2 separate regions of the Mus musculus genome follow, and region 1 is linked to region 2. A link is a contact called in public Hi-C data. All regions are on one chromosome and are shown on one strand. The core of a region is the stretch at or near the end of the contact, and the rest is flanking DNA. Distances in the headings are between cores, read along the strand shown.

Region 1 (4,502 bases), core at 934-3,433, 270 kb after region 2:
GTGGTTTATTTTTGTGACCAGAGGCTCCAGGCCCTGCACACAACACAGACTCTTCCTTGCTCTGATGGAAAGAAAACTGGGTGTGAGCCTCCCGTCCCAGGGGCCAGAGTGGAGGAACGGGTGTTATCTGAAGGCTTATTCTCCGTTTTAGGAAACGAGAATAGAGTATAGGCTACCGTGGGATAGACGTGGGGTGGAGTCCATTAAACCTGCTGGCAGTGGGAGCTTTTTTATATCAGTCTTTAGGCAAACAAGCATAGAATTAGACTTTAATTAAATAAGGCTTAAACGGCTGTGCTTCCCGGCGAGCCTGCTGGTCATTAAAGTTTACTGTTATCACCTGCTTCTGAGCAACCTGTAGCTCAGGACTGGAGGCTGGATTAGGGGTTTTACATTTGGACACATGGGCCAAAGGAAAGACCTGAGCATCAGCTACCCCCCCCCCCCCGGGGGAGACAAGGCCTCTCTGTACATTTTGCATATGTTCTGGGCAGGGACCCAAAAGATTCTGCGTTTTCCTCTCTGTCTTGCCTTCATAAGACAAGTGTGAATCTGTCTAACCTAGAAGAAAACAGGTTTGGGACTTGGTATCCCCCTGCCTCCCTCTGTCCCTGTCCTTCCTTAGAGATCACCTGCTGCAAGGAACGCTGGGACTTGAGGGCAGGCAAGTAAGTCCAGCAAGCATGACAGTCACATGCTAGGTTCTTCTTGCTTCCTTCCCAGTGAAGATGACCTTAAAATAGAGCTCTGTTTTGAAAGAGTTTCAGGGAAAACTGATGAATATGGACGGAGGAAGGAAACCGGAAAGGTCCAGTTAAAGGGCAAGGCGGAGTCCTGCAGACTTGTTTGCTAGTGTTCCGAGGTAGCGTTGACCCTGCATCAGCAGGCGCTCCCAAATGTGGGGACCTGACTCCCACCACTACTCCTGACCCTTTAGCGATTCCCAAGTGCCCTAAGGGTTATTACCGAATATCCCCACTAGAACAGGCTTCTTCTTTTTTTTTTTTTTTTTAAAAGATTTATTTATTTATTTATTTATTTATTTATTATATGTAAGTACATTGTAGCTGTCTTCAGACACTCAGAAGAGGGGGTCAGATCTTGTTACAGATGGTTGTGAGCCACCATGTGGTTGCTGGGATTTGAACTCTGGACCTTCGGAAGAGCAGTCGGGTGCTCTAACCCACTGAGCCATCTCACCAGCCCTAGAACAGGCTTCTTAAATGCTGGGCTCTGCCTCTTGGGCTCCCTCTTACCCACTTACAGGCTCTTCTTTCAGTTCCTTAAATAGGCCTTGCTTCCTCTCTTCCCTGACCTTTCTTTGCTTCTAACTCCTGTATTCGATGATCCCACTGGAGGGCTCTACCTCCAGGAAGCCTTCCTTCTTTCTTCACCTGGACCCTGAGTTAGGCTTCTCTCCTACGGACACTCACAGACCCTACCTTACCTGCCACCCAGTACGTTGATTCAGAACTGCTCATTCATTTCCCACACTGGACTGTAAATGGCTGAGGGCGGTATGAAGGTCTCTGTCTTGTCTACCTACCATTGTATTCCCAGAGCTTGGCACCCAGTAGTGCTCTGCAAGCTTGTATTGAATCCACAACACTGTGCCAATATGAAAATTGATGGCTGATGATATTTAAAGTACCCGCTGAGGCACCAGGAGAAGGCCTTGAGTTAGACTCTGGGTCTCACTTTATTCCAAGGTCCCCTTTCATCCTACCCTCCCCACAATAATTTACAAACATCTTAGTCTGCAATGATGCCATTCAGCCCCCTTGGGCCTGGGGCTCCTTGATGAATATAGGCAAGCATCTATGTCTAACTTACCACTCTATTCTATTAACTTGAAAACTGCTAACTCATTATAATCTTTTAAAAAAGATATCTTTATAGTTTTGCCTTATCTTTGAACTTTTTGGGAGTAGGAAGAATGCCTTCGATTCTTCCAATATCTAATGTTTGAGAATGCACAATCTGTACATCTTTAAGGACTCATTTTTCTCTGGGAATCGGATTTCTGATAGTGCCACTGTGAAATGCATGCAGGATATATTCAGTGCTGTGGCAACGAGACAAGTTTCTGGAAGGAAACCGGTTCCTGGGTGGGCTGGCAAGCTACTGGCCAGAACAACATGGGCACCACAGCTTTGGCAGTTGGCAAGGGAGAAGCGCTCGAAAAGGCTGCTTCAGGCTGCCCTCTAGTGACCGGAGGCTCTGCCAGGCCAGAAGTCCTTGAACTTGAGCAGGAAGCAGAACCATCTGGGGGGTTTGCCTAAACTATACATGCCAACCCATAGGGTGCCATACCAGTTGGAAGACCAACTCTTTTCTTCATCAGCACCTTCAGGGATCTGCTGCTGCTGTCCTTGATTGCACCGCAAAGGGCCTACGCACTCGATGTGAGAACATCCAAGCTCATTTTGATGTCGCTGGGCATGGACCATTCACTGCTCACTGACTCTGTGTGTGTGTGTGTGTGTGTGTGTGTGTGTGTGTGTAGACGGAGAGAGGAGGGAGAGATGGAGAGACAGAGACAGAGAGACAGAGCAAGCATCCCTGGCATGGACACTAGACTATTTATTCTTCACCAGACTTGTAAAGGGGTGGGGGTCAGGGGCTGGGTCATTCAGCAAACATTTTGGGAAGGATTGTATCACCCCCTCTTGGTGTTTCTACACAGTCCAGTGAATCAGTAATGACGGGTAGCTCCAGCCCCCCTTCTTGTTTTATGCCTCATGATACATATCCTTATGGCCAACACTGTGTTAAGCTGTGCAAATATATCATATCCCGAAGTCTCTAGAGGCACTGGGAGTAGGGCATTATTTGTACCATCCAAGCAGAAGCGTGGGTATCCTGGACAATCGGCTCAAGCATAGGCAACAGCTAGGATTCACTTTCGTGCATCTGTGCTTGGATTCTGTTAAGTAAACTCACTGGCAAGGCAAACAAAGCAAAAGCCACATCCAGCTCTCCGTTATGAAAAGGACCCATTCATACTCAGAAACCCAACAGAGGATGCTCATAGCAACAAAGCAATTGTCTCCCTGGATCTCAATACATCTCTCCCTCTGGACAGTTTTAACTGAAGGCTGTTGCCCTACTTAGGGGCTGTCAGCACATTAAAATGTTTGTGGAGTCCTGCCACTTGATCAAGTTCTCTGGTGTGCAGCCTGGTACTCACTTAAATCATTGATGCACTTTTTCCTGTCCTGGTGGCCCCTCATTGGGTCAGTGCAATGGTGAACCTTATTTAGTGGATTTGGATTTAATACTGGATCTGAGTGCTGCACTGGGGCCTGGAAATAAGAAGGAGGACTAGGTAAGACTGAGTGCCCAACTTTCAGGGGTCAAAGCCCAGAGGGCACTTTATCTTTGATGCAATATAATATGCGCTCTACAGGAAATCCGAGCTCAGGGCTAGGATAGCACAAGACAATTATCCTCTCTGTTCTCAGGAACAAGTTGAACAGAGCAAAGCTATCACCGATGCCTCCGATAATCTAATAATTGATGACCACTAGTATTTTCGTAGGGATTGCCTAACGTTACATCATTTGCTTTCATATTTGCTAGGTCAGGTCTCTCTTCTTACATAGTCTCTCTTTCAGTACCTGGAAAAGAAGCCACGGCTGGGAAGGTGCCATCTGATTTCAGCTGGCTAATCGGCTTTTCCGGAAAACTTTAAGCATAAACTCACAGAGCCCTTAATGAGAAAGCTCATTAAAAGAGCCGTCTAAAATGGTGAGACAAATTACATGCACAACCCAGCCCACTCTTTTCCTCTTGGTTTCCTTCGCTCCCTCCCAGGCTGTGGCATTAAAAGGACAAGGTGAAGTAAGCCATCAGGTGGAAAAAAAGACCCTGCCACTCTAGGCAAACCATCTCTACCTCGATGCTTTGATGACATTTTTTCCCCTGCACCACTGCAGTGTTAAAAAACGTTCCCCAGACAGCAGGAAGCCCATGCACATATAATGATGGCCTTGGTAAAAGCCTTTGATTGTGTGTATTTGGGTGGAACTTGAGCTTGTAATTGGCGAGTTCACAAATTGTCTGTGACAGAGCCTCTCTCTCTAGAAAGCTTGTTTATCCCAGGGAAATCGAAGTTTCCTTTCTTGGGGGGTGGGGAGAGATGTTGGGGGGGGGGCATTTCCAGGAATGTTGCTTCACGATGGTAGTAGACAGTCTATCTCCATGGCTAGTCCTGTGAATTGTCCTATTAGATCATTCCCTAGCACAGTCATCTGTAAGGAAACCTAAGGCTAACGGGGAGGTTCAGGAGCTAAGCTAGGCTTCCTGCCTCCTGGCTCAAAAGGAAGTGAGAGCAGTGCTGTCCACTGGGAGGAAGAGACAGACGGGAGGTGGGTCTTTCTTTTCTTAATTTCCTTTTTTTTTTCCCCTTTCCTCTCTTATCCTGGGGAGCCTGAAAGGAAGATTACACAAACACTAACCCTTCCACACCTGGTAAATGAGCAGTGTTTGTGGAAAAGGAA
Region 2 (4,155 bases), core at 380-2,879:
AGCACAAGAATGTCTTTCAAACAGCCTGATTTTCATCTTAATATGGAATTCTCTTCTGGTAAACTTTGACTTCTATACATGCTTTATAGTATAAATATCAATAAAAAAATAGAATGCCTTGAAGAAACTTCTTATATAGTTAAGAAAAAGAAGACGTTAAGTCGGCAAAAGGCAGCTGACACTGTCAGCAGGCAGGCATCTTGGCTGACTCTTTTGCTGGCTGTTTAAAGAGAAAGGTAGTTAGTTAGGTATTCTAGCTCTTGTCACTACAGCAGCTAGTGCTTCACTGCGTTCTTACTGTAAACTGTAAAAATTAGTGGAACCAACTATGATAGAAAACAATTTTCATAAATTCAGAAATGTATGGCCATGCAGTTTTCGTCAATAAGTGTACTTATTAATTGAAACAACTATATGCTTCACGTGCAAGGTCTTAGAAAGAAATATCTGTGTAAAAGACATTTGTTTTGGTAAAATATTTTAAGCAGTCTTCCCCATTTACTAGGAGCAAGGGTAATACTAAAGGGAGCCAGAAGAGTCTAAATTATTGAACAATAGGATAGTGGAAACTCACACTAAGGTCACTACCTTCGGTCTCTACCCTACTTAGTCAAGCTCAGTAAATAAGAAACATCTGAAGCAGTAAGGATACTTTAGCCTGCTGTTACAACAAAAACAAAACAACAAATAATAACCACCACCTAGTTTGGCTGGAAAATATTGTGTTCTGACAGCAATTTTTTTAAGTAAAAAAGGCAACATACTATTTCCCACTAATAATGCAAAGTATGTTCAAAAAGGGACAAAAGCCACCAAATATAGTGTATACAAAATATGACAAAGCAACAGTTGTATTCATTTCCCTTTCTTCTAGATAAGAAAACATGTTTGAAGTTATGTGGGGAAAATACAATACAATACAATTATAAATAAATACTTTTTTAACCTTAGTCACTTATCATAATGCAGCCTTTCTCAATATGCTGAATCAGATGCCAGATTGAAGTAACAGAACACCACAATCTTTGTTAAACAAACAGAAAACAATGCTAGCTATCCTTCTCAGGAACTGCTGGAGGAAAACCACTGTAGCTCAGGGATGGTCAGATCACCGGGAAAGGCCAAGGTATATTTAAAGTAGAAAGAGCTATGACAAAGTTTCTTTTATTTTTTTTATAATCTCCAAAAATTAAAATATCAATTAATTTTATTTAAAACAAAGTAAATGTCTACCTACATGAAGCAACTGTGCAGCCACTTGGCAGTGCAGCCCCAAACCATAGCGGTGCCACATGTCCCGGTATGTAGCAAGTCACTTCCTGGACTATATCTCAGAAAATTCTGTTTAGAAGACAGGAACCAACTGAGTATGATTTCCCTGATGCCTTCAGTTACTGATGCTGCATAAAAAGCCTTTCAGGTGTTACTCAAATCTTCAACAGACGCAGGACAGAAACACAAACAACAGAACAAGTCCTCTCTATCCAAGGCCTGAAGTGCAGGTGATGTCCCTGTATTCCTCCAGGCTGCATCTAGCCCCTCAGGTAACACAAACAAGGTTCCAGGGCTCTAGGCTGGGCCTGTTGCCATGGTGCTACACCTTTAAGGAGATTAGAGCTAGAAGGCAGCAGGGAGAAGCTGCAGCTGGCAGGGCTCAGGGAGCATGCTCTGCAAACAGGCTCTGCTAAGGTGACTGCTTTCTAATAGCAGGGAAGGAGCAGGGAGGGCTCATTCCCATTAAATTCTCAGTCAAAGGCTGGTAACAGAGGCAGCTCTGGAGGTAGGGAATGATCTCTTATTAAAGACTACTAACAGATCTAGGATGCTTTAGCTTGTTTCATGTGCTTGCTAGCTACCCTCCTCCTAGATATTCACTATATCCCTGTTTACAAGTACAATCTCTCACACCTGGTATTTCCTTTGCAGTGCTCACCCTCTTTGCATGGTTTATCTGGTTTAAAGTTATTTTCTAACTCTAGAATAGAGTTAAATTAGATATTTTTTCAATATTCTTCCAGTTGAGCCCAACTTCTAATATCTGCTATAAAAACTCATTCTAACCAAGCCATCTGGAAGTATAATTTAAAATGCTACTGAAATTTCAGTATTTAATATATAGTTCAGAATCTTCTATAGTTCAAAATGTGGTTATGCACATACATGAATCGATAGGCAAAGTCTAATATGTCCAACCTTACTACTGAATAAATAAGCAGGCTCTTCCTCTATTGAGAAGACAGTGTCTCTGAGAAGTAATTCCCATAGAAGCATGATTACAGTAAACAGAAGATCAAACAGCCTGGGGATGTCTCAGGGCAAGAGTGGGGAAGGAGGCATTATTTCAAAATGGCATTAGAAACCCCAGGTCACCTCTAATCATGTTTACCTCTTCCTGTGTCTTCACATGAATTGATTTTCCACAGATCTTCTAATTATTGAGTTTTAGAGCCTGGTGCCACCAGTTTACTCTTCTAATGGAACAGAATGGGGATTTATTGGGAGAATAATGAGTTTAAAACAACTTTTCCAAGGCGAGCCTTGACAAGGGTCTTCATCAAGAAACCCGACTTGGCCATGAAAGGAGTGCATTCCTTGACTGCTGGCCAGATTCTTTTCCTGACGTCTCTCCTTTGCCCTGTACCATTAGTATAAGCACCAGAGAGGAATATAATCCAGGGTTCCAATGTTACTGTTCCTTAGTTTAACTGGGAAACAGCTTCCTAGAGGTTGACTGCACACTGAATTAACAAACATCACAGTCTACATTTAGTCAGTTTATGAAGTGTGAGGGTAGGGTTAGCATGGGTTAAAATCTAATTGTTGATGAAGATTACCTGCTGACTTATTGAGGCAAGGGAGGCTGTTACCACACTAAATGCCTGTTATATAACTTCATTACTTAAAATGGGTCTTAGAGAAGTGAATGGCTGGGGGATGGGGAACCATCGTGCACAAACCAGTGGATGCACTGGTGCAGAAGGAAAGCGTAAAAGAACCCTGATTAGTGCAATCTGAAATAAACACAGCTGGATTTTCTCAGCTTACCCATCCGAGTTTTTAAAGTCACGTTTCCCCGACAGCTCCAATAATGCTTGGTTGGCTAGCTCAATCTGCCACATGTTTACAGATTCAGTTCCAAATTTAGGAATTGGGAAACTTTTAATTAAAAATGCTTATTGCCACACAAAATCCTGGACTCAGTGCAGGTGAGTTTCTGCTTGGTTGGCAGTTATGATTCTGAACTGTGTCACTGAATTCTTGAAGAAACACTGAGTACTGCAGGGCACTCCTGTCTTAACCAGTATGCATTTTAAGGCACTCACTCTGAAAATGTCCCAAAGAGTAATTAACAAACCTGGGTATCTCAACACTTTTAACGCATTTTAAAACTGAGATTTCACAGTAAGAAAAGATTTTTTTTCCAGTTCCATGGATTTTACTGATCAGATATATTGTGAACATTTCCAAGTGATTCTATCTGCAGAAAAACATCTAATTCGCTTGAATCTTGGCTTTCCATCTCAGGCTTTATATAGCACTCACTAACTAGTGTTCTCTGATGCACTCAACACACACCATCTGAGAGTCTCGAGAGCTCCAGCTGCACGGGCCTGCTTGCTGTAGGTGAAACCAGCCCTTGCTGCTCATGCTACTGCTTTTTTTTATGTTAGCCACACATAGCTACTTATGGAAGCACATTACATAATACAGACTTTCCTTCTCTCTGCTCTCAAGTGTCCAGACAGGATGGTCTGATGAGCCTAGATGCTAGGGACAAAGCAGGGCATCTATAGACTGAGTCATCATTTGAAATAAAAACCTCACGGCTCTCCATCCCACAGAAAGGGAAACAAAGCAACTTCAACATGTACTCATGTGCACATTCAATAAAGGGAACATAGAAAGAGACTAGAAAATCAAAATACATTTTGATTAGTAGAAAATTATCTAATAGAAAATGTACCATTTTATAATACACCTTTCTTGGTCCTTAAATTGTAAATGTATTAAAACCTACTAGTATCAATCAAATAAATATAAACACATATATACTGAATTAACCAAAGACATATAAACAAACCAAATTATACCTAGAATCCAATTCAACTAGTAGACCAGTTGAAGGGTAGAAATACTAAATTCTTTTTAAAAATA

What was found. A called contact is a pair of places that touch in the nucleus more often than the background predicts.
Region 1: a Hi-C map of rod photoreceptor shows a contact between it and region 2, with 2.1 times the contacts expected there. The contact joins two enhancer-like sites. A contact is called at or near these places in 3 of 39 promoter capture datasets (liver and stem cell-derived epiblast-like cells), 1 of 484 Hi-C or Micro-C datasets (rod photoreceptor), 3 of 115 datasets of contacts at active chromatin or transcription factors (cardiomyocytes, embryonic hindbrain and embryonic stem cells) and 2 of 9 other capture datasets (adipose tissue and liver).

The regions. Positions count from the first base shown.
Region 1 is chr1:157,444,333-157,448,834 of GRCm38.p6, forward strand. No RefSeq gene overlaps it. Among named protein-coding and RNA genes, the nearest start is that of Cryzl2, 12 kb to the right of the region's middle. Within about 2 kb of position 2,184, at least 50 of the 459 cell types and tissues checked have an H3K27ac peak or open chromatin away from gene starts, as enhancers often do. A contact at or near this core is called in rod photoreceptor, where this site is marked.
Region 2 is chr1:157,179,637-157,183,791 of GRCm38.p6, forward strand. All of the region lies in intron 5 of Rasal2 (RAS protein activator like 2), which reads right to left. Among named protein-coding and RNA genes, the nearest start is that of Gm30694, 61 kb to the left of the region's middle. Within about 2 kb of position 1,630, at least 45 of the 459 cell types and tissues checked have an H3K27ac peak or open chromatin away from gene starts, as enhancers often do. A contact at or near this core is called in rod photoreceptor, where this site is marked.